Regions from separate parts of the Sus scrofa genome. Here all the other regions are linked to region 1. Evidence: chromatin contacts called from public Hi-C and promoter capture Hi-C data. All regions are on one chromosome and are shown on one strand. Each heading gives the region's core, a stretch centred on a gene start, on an enhancer-like site or on the middle of the called end of the contact. The rest is flanking DNA. Distances are from core to core; before and after follow the strand shown. Region 1 holds the start of HINT1 (histidine triad nucleotide-binding protein 1). Region 2 holds the start of CHSY3 (chondroitin sulfate synthase 3). Region 3 holds the start of FNIP1 (folliculin-interacting protein 1).

Region 1 (3,749 bases), core at 472-2,971:
AAGCTGCTATCTTTGCTTAACTGTCTCAGGAGTCATTCTACCTGGTACTCCGTACAAAATGCTGTATCATTTAGATGGCTTCATGCTGTTATACTGTTGGGACTTCATCGTTCAAAAGTCAATATTTCAACAATCATTTACTAAAAGCAGCTGAAAATACTTTAAAAGAAATACACATTTTCTAAAATAGAATTTTCCTGACAAATAAAGGTATTTGAGTAAATTTACCTCGAGGCATTAAATCTTAGATGTTCTGACTCTAAGGACACTGCTAGTAACATGTTTCCTTATATTCCATATTTCATAAATGTATTAAATAGTTTACAAAACTTCTATCTAAATCAGCCTACCTCCTGTCCTGCTTTATCTGAGATTCAAACCCGTTATTATCGCTCACTAAAAATTTTATACAAGATGTCTCCAGGTCAAATCAACTCGTCCTTTCTAAAACAATTTCACCTACAGCCAGGTCAACAAAAACTCTATCTTCAATCTCTTGGCATAAAACCGCTTCCTGTAAACCATAAAAGGAGCCATTCTTCCAGGGAGGGGCCAAAGGAAAGCAAATCCCAGTTGCAGGCCCACTGTCGCCTCCGGAGTCCGCGGCGGGTCGGGGGTGGGAGGGCGCTGGCCAGCCCTCGCCCAGGCCCAGCTCGTCCGCGCCCTCCGCAGCCCCCAGGCCTGGCGCCCAGGCCGCCTAGCGCAGAGCCGCGGAGCGGCGCCCGGGAGAGCTGGGCAGGCCGGCTGTGCGCGGGAGATCGCGGAGATTGGGCCCGAGTCAAGGAGCGATCGGGTTTCTCCCTGTCAGGCAGAGCGCGGGCGAGATTGTCAGATTCCTGACACAGGCGAGGTCCGAGGCCCAGGGGGAGCTGGCTGGCGCCCACGCGGAGGACCCCGCGCGCGCCCCCCGCACGCGCCCAGACCCCGCCATGTGGGCCCGCGGGTGCCGGCGGCCCGGCCCGCGCCCGGGGCTGATAACGCGTAACCGGAGCGCCGGCACGCGCCGGCCGGCCGCCTAGGAGCCACCGGGCCCTGCCCGCTGGCTGGGGGCCCGCGGCCCAGGCCGCGCGAGGCAGCCGGGTGCCTTCCCTTCTCCGTGGCGCCCCCGACCCTTCCCTTCTTTTCCCTCGGAGGAAACCCGCGTGTCCACGGGCGCCTGTCTCGCCTCAGCCCACGAGCAAGGCAGCGCCGGGTGCCTACCTGGTCATCCTCATAAATGATTTTGGCTGGGATTTCCTTGCGAATGATCTTCCCGAAGATCGTATCGCCACCAGGCCGGGCGGCCTGAGCCTTGGCGATCTCATCTGCCATCTCGGCCTCCCTCCCGCGCTGCCGGTCGGGGAGAAGGTCCGAGGAGGGAGGAGCCGGCGGTTCCCGCAGAGGGCGGGAGAGCAAACGCCCCAGCACCTCCTGCGCGTGCGCACTGCTGACCCGCGCTGGGGTGCGGCGGCGGTGCCGGAGCCTTAGGGCCACCGTGGGGCGAGGCGGCGACGGGGAGGTTCCGTAGCCAAGGCTCCCGGGGGCCGCGGCGAGGCCGTTTTTCCTCCTTCCTTTCTTGTCTCTCGGAGAGTGGAGTTACTGCTGTAAGCTCTGCACTTGCCGTATGGACGCTTGTAGGAAAAATTGGGTAGTGTAACTGAAAAGATTTGATAACTCAAGCAGTGCTGGCCGTTTTTGCTGGCGGGGACACCATGATACTTCATTCCTCAGGTGCATAGGTCTTGACTAGGAGGTACGCCCTCCCGCGTCAATTTTTTTTTTTTTTTTTTTTTTCCTCTAGCCGTGGTTCACAGCCTTGACTGCATGTCCACATCATTTGGGAATCAAGTAAAAAAAAAAAAAATCACCTGAACTTGGCCACACCCCAGATCAGTTAAATCAGACTCTGGGGGTGAGCCCCAGGCATTGTTAGTAAACGTCCTTGACTGTTCTGCAAAGAATATTTCCCACCAGTAATCGACATAATGTAAGAGGCCCCACCTAAAAGGAACAAAATCTTTAACCCTATATCCCCCTCCGTAGCTTTGCTTCTTTTAAAAATAATTTTTGTATATTGTGTCCACTTTATCTTCCTTTTTTGAAGCCATTTGTCTCTTGTCAATGTCACTAAAGACCTTCACTTACAAAATTCTTTAGGCGATTCCACTCAGCCTCTTGGTAGCATTTATTACTGTTGACCATTCCCTCTTTTCAGCAGTAGTCCTTCACTCTCCTTCCTCTCTGGATGCTGTTTCTCCTTCAGAGTGAGCCTTCTATTCCAGAGCTCCTAATGAATTCCATTCTTGGCTCTCTAACAGTTAATCCCCAAGTGTCCTTATTATGAAAAAGTATACTTTCACCACTTTTTCTTCATAGAGGCCCCCTTTAATCACAAAACTGTGTCCCATTTGGTACTTTTTGTATCAAAGACATTCACCAGGGCAATTGGTGAAATATAAATAATGCTTACAAATTGGGAAATAGTTTCGAAAGATGTTAACTTCCCCAATATACCCACAGGAAAATTATCAAAATCAGTTGATCTAGGGTGAGGCCCTATATTTTAGGTCTCTAACAGTTTCCAGGTGATACAGCTGCTGCTAGCCCAGGAACTGTGCTTTGAGAACCACTGATGTAAAAGGATTGTCATTTTTGTAGGAATAAACCCACTGAATAATATATGAGTAGAGAAGTATCATATCTGCAATTCACTTTCACACAGTGAAGAGATTCCCCCCCAAAATGTCAACATAGAAAAAAGCAGAGCAGTAAAAAAGGATAAAGCAACTGTAATAAAAATTTTAACATTAGGGGAAACTGAGTGAACGGTGTATGCAAATTCAGTTATTCTTGCAACTTTTCTGTAAGCCTGAAATTGTCAAAATTAAAAATTGAAAAGAATATGTATCGGTTTGGGCAATAAATAATATGGTCATTTTTCGCTAAGTCAGAGGCTTTATCATCTGCAGATCGAGGACTCTCCAGTATTTATCTCCCAACCTGCCTCTCCCCTTAATTCCAGATTGGTGTATGATACATGTTTCTGCCTACTTACTACCTTCAGTGGGATATCTACCAGGCACTTCAAATTTATTTTTACTTCTTCCACAACAATCAGCCTCTTCCTGCAGCATACAACATCAACTATAATACTATGCACCAAATTGCCAAGGCAAAAGCCTTGAAATCATCCTTACCTCTTTTCGTGGATTTTTAGCACATATGAATCTAATCCCTTTTCACCTCCTCTACTCATACCACCCTAATCCAAGTCACTATCATATCTCACCTAGTGTACTTCAAAAGCCTCCCAGTTTGCTTATCTGCTTCCACTATAGTCAGTTTGCCATACAGCACCCAAAATTATTTTTATAAAGTACAAATCATAATTTCACTCATGCTGGTAGGGATTTTATCACAGAATTCAATGTAAAATCCTTGCCATGGCTTTTAGGGCTCATGAATGTTCAGTTCCATGGCTGCATTTCCTTCCATTTCATCCTTATTGACCAGCTTCACCCAAGCTGGGTATGGAAGGCAGAAGATTCCCAGGTCCTAATCTCTGGAACCTGTGAATATGTTACTTTACATGGTAAAGGGATGGGCAGGTATGATTAAGTTAAGGGACTTCAGATGGGGAGATTCCTCAGTTATCCTGGTGGGCCCGATGTAATTACAGAAGCCCCTTTAAGTGAAAGAGGAATACAGCAGAGTGAGACCCAGACAAAGAGATATGATGGAAGCAGAAGTGAAAGTCAAAAATTGAAGAT
Region 2 (3,749 bases), core at 397-2,896, 940 kb before region 1:
GAAAACAGAAGACTGAAATCTGAAGAGCAAAGAGTTTGGGATGGCAAATGCACCTCAGATTGTAGTTAGTATCACAGCTTCTGGAGAGAAAGCTTTTAAATGCCCCCTTCTTCAAAATGTCACATAGCTTCAGGTAATGTCTTCATATATAACTTTCAGTGATTTTGGCCAAGACAATTTAACCTTTTTTTGAGATTCTTTTGCTGGAGATTTTCTTCCTCCCTAATTGGAGAGGTAAAACATTTCCTGTCATTGCCTTAGAAAAGAAAATGCTTTATAGGCAAGACCAAAAACTACATTTTCTATTTCATTTTCTGGTTAAGTTTAGTTGTTTGGGGGGAATAAGAATTTTCTTGGTATGAATCTTCCAGGCATTGGCTCTGTGTGCTCCCATTTCTCCATCATTTGCCAATCCTACTGAACTAGTCTCTACCAAGACTGAAAATAGTTCGTGGTTCTCACTTTTAGACTAGAAACCAATGGAGAACTGGGTGCAGGATGGGGGTGGGAAACCGCGAGGCAGCCCCGCGTGTCCCAGCTCAACAGGTGGGGAACATGAAATTTTTATTTTCTTTGAGGATTAAGCTCCTGCTCACTGTGACCACCTCTAGCCTTTCGATAGGTATTTCCAAGCCCTCCGCGATTTTCTTAGAAGAGACACAGAGTGATCATGGTGCTTCTACGTAAGACTGGGGAGTAGTGGTGAAAGTGGTGAAGGATGCTAGCAGGGACTGAGGAGTTGGTACAGCTGGGTGGAGAGGTGCTAGAGTAAGACAGATGGTTTCCTGAGCAGTGAGCGCAGAAGGAGTGGAGAGAGAAGACACGAAGTGGCAGCCTGTAGAGAAACGCGAAAAGGACCGAAAACGCGAAGAGAGGAACCTGGGAGGGGCAGGATGGGGAAGGGTCACGCCGGGACGTAACCAGCTGTGGGCAGGGGGAGGCAAGCTGGGAGGGAGATGCGGGCGCTCGTCGGGGGCTCTGGGACCCGAGCTCCGCCGATGAGGTCAGTGGAGCCGACGTGCTGGGAGGAGGGCAGCGGAGCCCCCGGACGCGGGTGTTGCTAGGCTGGCGGAGGGGCGGGACGGGACGGGAAATGGGATGGAGAACTGGGGCCGCGGGAGGAGGAACGAGGGGGCGTCGGCGTTGGAAGCCGGAGGCGGCCCGACCGGGATCATTTCCTTCCGGAGAGTAGGCCGGCTCTGGACCGAGGCGCGGGCCGGGGGCGTCCGAGGGCGGGTGACGGGGAAATACCGCGGCCCGCGCTTCCCCCAGGTTGGCAGCGGCGGTGCTCGTGGCTCCTCCTTCGGGCCAGTCCGGAGCTTGGCGGCGGGGGGAGCGAGGGCGGGGGCTCGGGAAGGAGGGAGAGGAGGGAGGGACCAGGCGCGCCAGTGACAGGGTGGCAGCCTAGGAGCGGACGCGTTGCTGCCGCCGCTCCACCTCCTCCTCCTTCTGCAGCTCCTCTTGCTGCCGCCGCCGCCAACGCCGCCGCCGGGAGAAGTTTCACTCCCGACCCTCCTCGCTCAGAACACGGACCCAGAGCGGAGCGGGGAGCGCGGCTGACAGCCGCAACCCACCGCGGGCTAGGCGCCGGGAGCGCTGCGACCCCGAGCCGGGGTCGGCGCCTGGGCGGCGGGCAGCGGCTGGGGCTGGGGGCGTTGAGGCGGAGGAGGGGCGGGTGTGAACCGACAGACCCGTGCGCCGCGCCGCAGCCACTCAGCGAGCGTCCGCGCCCGGGGCAACCGCGATGGCCGTGCGCTCCCGCCGCCCGTGGATGAGCGTGGCATTGGGGTTGGTGCTGGGTTTCACCGCCGCGTCCTGGCTCATCGCCCCCAGAGTGGCCGAGCTGAGCGAGAGGAAGAGACGCGGTTCCAGCCTCTGCTCCTACTACGGCCGCTCCGCCGCTGGCCCCGGCGCGCAGCAGCCGCTCCCCCAGCCTCATGCGCGGCCGTGGCCGGAGCAGTCGCCGCCCCCAGCGCGCCAGGAGCTCCAGGGGCCGCAGCTGCCTGAAGCAGCGCCCGGGGGAACCAATTTTCGGAGCAGCCCCTGGCAGCAGCTACCTCCGCTGCAGCAGCGGCGACGAGGACGCGAGTCGGGAGGCGCGACGGGGCTCCCCGGAGCCCCGGTGGCCGAAGGGGAACCCGAGGAGGAGGACGGGGGTGCGGCCGGGCAGCGGAGAGGCGGCCGGCCCGGGAGTAGCCACAACGGCAGCGGGGACGGGGGCGCCACCGCCCCGAGCTCCCGACCCCGGGATTTCCTATACGTGGGGGTGATGACCGCGCAGAAGTACCTGGGCAGTCGCGCGCTGGCGGCGCAGCGGACCTGGGCGCGCTTCATCCCCGGCCGCGTGGAGTTCTTTTCCAGCCAGCAGCCTCCCAACGCCGGTCTTGGCCAACCCCCGCCACCCCTGCCTGTCATCGAGCTACCTGGGGTGGACGACTCCTACCCTCCCCAGAAAAAGTCCTTCATGATGATCAAGTACATGCACGACCACTACCTGGACAAGTATGAGTGGTTTATGCGCGCCGACGACGATGTCTACATTAAAGGTGACCTCCCAGCACTGGCTGTCCCGCCTCCCCGCCTTCCCAACTCCTTTCTCTGCAACCAGCCCCATTCCCTGCCCAGCCTCAATCCCTGCCAGCCCCTCTCTGCTTCTCTGCCAGCATGTGCTCCCGGCTCCTGCAGCCCCCAACCGGTCGCCCCCACCGCTCGCGTCCGCCCACCATTTCTGGTCCGCTCCTCCTCCTCTCCTGCGGTCTGGACCCTTCTCACACCTGCCCCGCTCTTTTTGCCTTCCTCATTCTTGCCGTTCCTGTTAACGCCCATCCCTCGCTCCTACTCTTTTTCGTGTAGGAAGGTGAGGAAAGGGACCTCAGGGTTAAACCTGAGGCTCTTCCCACTCCACCCTGCTCTGAAAGCCCGCGGTGGTGGTAGTTTCCCCACATCGGTCCGGAGGGGCGTGTCCTCAGTGGCGAAAGGGCGGATGGAGGATGCAGGCGAGAGCCAGACTGGAGATCGGTGATCTTGCTTATTCCCCTACCCTTTTGCTTTAACTGGATCTAGCACAGTTTCGGAACTGGTGAGATCGAGGAATCATTTTCGCTGTCCCACCCCCTTCCTTGTGCGGTCCTTTCGCACGACCCTCAAAGCACTGGGAGTCCTTGAGAACCCCCCTGCTCCGGCGCGCAGCTCCTTCCCACCACCACAGTGCAGCGTCAAGCCGTCCCTGACCCCTACCACGGTTCAGTAAAATCGTGAGGGGATGGCTGTATCTATAGGAGTAGGTGGTGAGGAAAAGGGGGACAGGCCCGCGAATTATCCAGACCCTAGGAGCTCCACGCTGCCCAAGCACACGGCCGTGGGGATCCTTTCAAAGTCCGTCTTGGTGGTTGCAGCAATTAGCAGAGGCAGGAAGTCCTTCCCCAAACTACGCGCGGCCCCAGCACCAGAAAACTTTGTCAGTTTTCAAAGCAGCGCGTCCTTCACCCTGAGTGTGAGTGGCTCTGGCCAGAGCTTTCTAAACTCAGCCGAGGAAAGTTCGTTAGAGCAGGAGTAAATCTTTCCCTTTTCGGAGAGGATCACAGGGGAAGTAGGAGTGGTGTGTTGTCTTGAAGGAGGCGCCCAGTGCTTCCCACGTTTCCTAGGTTCTTGGTCAAAGGGGGGCAGCCCTTCCTTAGTTTATGCCATTCTCCTTGTAACCTCGTTGCTTTCTCCTGATTCAGGTAGTATCTTTTACGTAGTCAAGGAGA
Region 3 (3,749 bases), core at 502-3,001, 620 kb after region 1:
CAAAAAACAGTTTTGTTTTGTTTTCAAAACAATGACTTGAGATGCTTGGAAACTTGGGTACCCCAAAGTGAATCTTTGCTCAGAAATAGAATGCCTCTTCAAATATTTTAATATCCCTCCTGAACTTACTTTCTACTGACCCTTGGCTTACTAGATGGCTCAATGTAGTATGATCTACACTGCACTTTCATTTTTCAAAATAAAAATACCAAAGAAATCTTTAAAGAAAGTCATTAGATGAACAGGGCAAGACATTTATTTCCCAGTAGAAAGGACCGAAAGCTAGATAACTGTCTTTTCGAAGCACCGTTCCAAGATGTTCACCATTTACATTTTTCTTCCTCTAAAAGTCAAACTTCTTTCCATTTAATACCTCAATTTTACTTTACTGAATATGTATTAATGGGACCTGTATTACCGAGAGTGAATAATTTTAGGATTATCAAAACCTTTTAAACCAGTGTGGTGCAGTCATTTTAGACTGTGGGTGTTGCAAAATTTAACAGATGTTCATTTTTTCCTACTACTACTGTACAACTGGGCTCTTTGCTACCCTACCAAGATTGAGTGATATTTGACATTTAGCCTAGTTACATTCACAAGCTTTCACACGGCAACAAGTATGAAGGCTGTTTGGAAGACATAATCTCATCTTCAAAAGAAGTTTCGAAACTAAATTTTACCTGGAATTCAGGCTTATTATTAAGTCTTACAATTTTAAAGTTTTCCTATCAGCAACAGGTACTGCAACCAAAAATTAACAAAGCCTGTAATACCACAAAATATGTCGCTATCAGTCTCAATCTTTAAAGACTCATTTTTAGTAACAGTCTCAAGAGGATGGTCAATTCTATGGCTGTGCTTCATTTGATTTAGCGCAGCCTCATTCTGGTCAGTAATAACCACAACCTCTGAGGTTTCACGTATCTCCCTCCTTCGGTAACATTAGGGCCACTAGGTCCGGTATCTACACACCTTCAATTTAGGTTTACAAGAAATGCGAAAGAATGGCAGCTTGTCTACTGAAACAGCCTACTCTAAACTCGGAAGGTTGGCCAAAACGTGCCGCTCTCTCCACGACAGCAACCAAACTGGAATGGAGCACCCAGAGGACGACTGGGCACGGGGAGGAGGGGAGAACTACTCCGCCCGGAGGACGGCGGCTGAGGTCCAATCCAGCCCGCGCCCAACTCTACGCGCCTCCAGGAAGGCGTGTGGACCCTAAGCTCAGCCGCGATGCTCGGTCCTGTGGGGCAGACCCGCGAGCGGCTGACGAGCAAGGCGTAAACAAACCCACCCGGACGAAGAGGAAGGGGCAGCCATGGGGTTGGGGGGTTGGGGAGAAAGGAGCTCGCTCGAACACTCCAGCACAAAGCTGCTCGGCCCCTCCCGACCGCCGGCTCAGATCCCGGTCCTGGCGCGGCGCTACCGCGCGAGCGTGAACACCGAAAGCCCCAGCACCTCTGGAAGCCGAGGCCACCAGGCCATCGGCCTCGCGCCCCTCGCCCTGCAGTGCCTACCTGAACGCACAATCCGGGTCTCTTGCATCCCGACCAGACGCCCCCAGGCCGTTCCTCTTGCTGAAGAGCTTCTGGAACAGCGTAGGAGCCATGGTGGCCACGGCCAGGCCAGGGTCGCTCCTCAAGGCTCTCGCCAGGCCCCTGCTCCTAGAGCTGCCCCGCCACCCCCATAGGCGCCTCAGTCATATGACAGAAATTAGTCACTTCAAACGGCCACGGCGCGCGGGGCGGGGCGAGAGGCAAGGCCTGCGCCCATTGGCTGGCAGTGAGCCGCATCACGTGGCGGCGCGCAGAGCAGGGTGCAAGGCGGGGGCGCGGGGCGGGGCTGGCGTCCATAGGCTGGCGTCCGAATAGCCTCCCGTGGCAGCTCAAGAGGCGGGGCGTGCGTGGAGCGGGGCGTGCGCGGAGGGGAGGGGCGGGGAACGGACGGGTGGTTGGGGAAGTGAAGGAGGTGTGTGCGCGGGTCCCGGTTCTACTCAGTGAAGCTCTCGGTTGCTACCTGAGGCTACGGCAGGGTGTCGCCGGGACGACGCCAGGCATTTTGGAGCGCAGAGGTTCTCCGCACCCACGACAAAGAGAGATTTAGGGCACCACGAGTACTCGACCCTCCCCCGCCATCTCCTCCTTGGCCTTTGCGGCTTCACACCTCCATCTGCTCCTGGCAGAGTACCGCGGCCCCCGGAGCAGACAAGGCGCGAGAGCGTACCCTTGGCCCCCACCCCCGCACGGCCTGGACTTTAAACCCAGGGCCGTAGGCCCTACCGTGCTGGGCCGCGAGAGGTATGAGCTCAGAGCTCGATAGCGCCGGGCTGGCTTATGCAGTCCACTTGAGGACCCTGCTAAGACACTCGCCAAAGCCAGTACTCCCCGCAGAAACGGCCTGGGCAAGAAACTGCCCGCATCGGCCCTCCGTGTTTCCAATAGCTTCTCGAACGCTGATGTACCAGGAATTAGCCTCTTGGAAGAGCTGGCCATAGAGGCTCAGGATTTAGGCTCAATCTTAATATCTAGGTATGGAGAGAGAGTGCAACTGTGGAATTTGAACAAATGAGTTTAATAGGAGGAACCCTTTCAAAAGAAAAACATTGCTCATAGATGATCTTACAATCTAATAAGTAGGTTAATCCAAAATTTATCAGGGTTTGGGTCATATTGCTCTTAGATGTTTTCAACACCACTATTCATTCACCTGCTGCCCCTCCAGGATAAGGAATTTTGTACCGCGGGGTGGCAATTCTCTGACAGGGATGTCAGGAAACTACTGCTATGTGGTTTGGAAGGTTAGCTTAAAATAGTTGAGAATTTCATTTTAGGCATACAAATCAAATTGTCTCTTCAAGTGGCTACTAACTCGCACTGATTTGCAGCTATAGTTTATTCTATAAAATAGGTGATCTTATATAGAATGAAGAAAATAATAGGCAGAACATCTCAAAGAATTTCAGTGGTCATATAACATAACATGCTGTTTCAATGTTACAAGAATTTTAAAAGCACTATTTATAAGTGATTAAGAAATTAATTTTGATGGATGCCCACATTCTCCACCCCACCCCACCCCAAAAAAGGGAGTTGCCATTGTGGCTCAGCATGTTAAGAATCCGACTAGTATCCATGAGGATTTGGGTTCCATCCCTGGCCTCACTCAGTGGGTTAAGGATCCCGGCAGGGGCAAGCTGCAACATAGGTGGCAGATGTGCCTCAGATCTGGCATTGCTGTGGCTGTGGTGTAGGCTGGCTGCTGCAGCTCCAATTGCAACCCTAGCCAGAGAACTTCTATATGCTGCAGGTACAGCCCTAAAAAGACTAGCAATATAATTTATTCATTCTAAAATGTTTACGTGACCCTGGTCTTGACACTGGGATCCAAAGTAAACAAAAAAGGTGGAGCAAACATTCCATATAAGGAGACAGTAAATAAGGAAATGATAATCTCAAACTGTTAGTGTTATGAATGAGAATTAAAAAATGAAATGAGTGGAAAAGGTCTCTCTGAGGAGGTGACATTTGAGGTGCTCAAGTTAAGATGGATTCAAAGTAACTCCTTATATTGCCCAAGCTCCAGAATTACTGAGTAACTGAAGTTGAAAATAGCAAGACTGTGCCTCCTATAAACTTAAGATAATTCTCAGGGCCCAGATACTTAAGATTTCTAATGAGGCAAAAAAAAAAGCCATGTATATTTTCCTTCCAAAATGCGAATACAGAATGAAATTTTTGTTAACAAAA

What was found. Promoter capture Hi-C pulls out the DNA fragments that hold promoters and counts their contacts. Hi-C and Micro-C count contacts between places; a contact is called where the count stands out from the background.
Region 2: a contact with region 1 is called in a promoter capture Hi-C map of fetal skeletal muscle, with 8 times the contacts expected there. The contact joins the promoter of CHSY3 here to the promoter of HINT1 in region 1. A contact is called at or near these places in 1 of 5 promoter capture datasets (fetal skeletal muscle), 1 of 47 Hi-C or Micro-C datasets (heart right ventricle) and 1 of 2 datasets of contacts at active chromatin or transcription factors (skeletal muscle).
Region 3: a contact with region 1 is called in a Hi-C map of alveolar macrophages, with 2.6 times the contacts expected there. The contact joins the promoter of FNIP1 here to the promoter of HINT1 in region 1. A contact is called at or near these places in 1 of 5 promoter capture datasets (liver), 4 of 47 Hi-C or Micro-C datasets (alveolar macrophages, embryonic fibroblasts, heart right ventricle and 1 more) and 1 of 2 datasets of contacts at active chromatin or transcription factors (alveolar macrophages).

The regions. Positions count from the first base shown.
Region 1 is chr2:133,474,092-133,477,840 of Sscrofa11.1, forward strand. HINT1 (histidine triad nucleotide-binding protein 1) reads right to left here and starts at 1,722. Exons shown (of 3, transcript XM_005661623.3): 1 at 1,201-1,722. The coding sequence starts at 1,311.
Region 2 is chr2:132,534,439-132,538,187 of Sscrofa11.1, forward strand. CHSY3 (chondroitin sulfate synthase 3) reads left to right here and starts at 1,647. Exons shown (of 3, transcript XM_021084739.1): 1 at 1,647-2,546. The coding sequence starts at 1,745.
Region 3 is chr2:134,091,657-134,095,405 of Sscrofa11.1, forward strand. It overlaps FNIP1 (folliculin-interacting protein 1), which reads right to left and starts at 1,752. Exons shown (of 18, transcript XM_021085414.1): 1 at 1,521-1,752. The coding sequence starts at 1,612.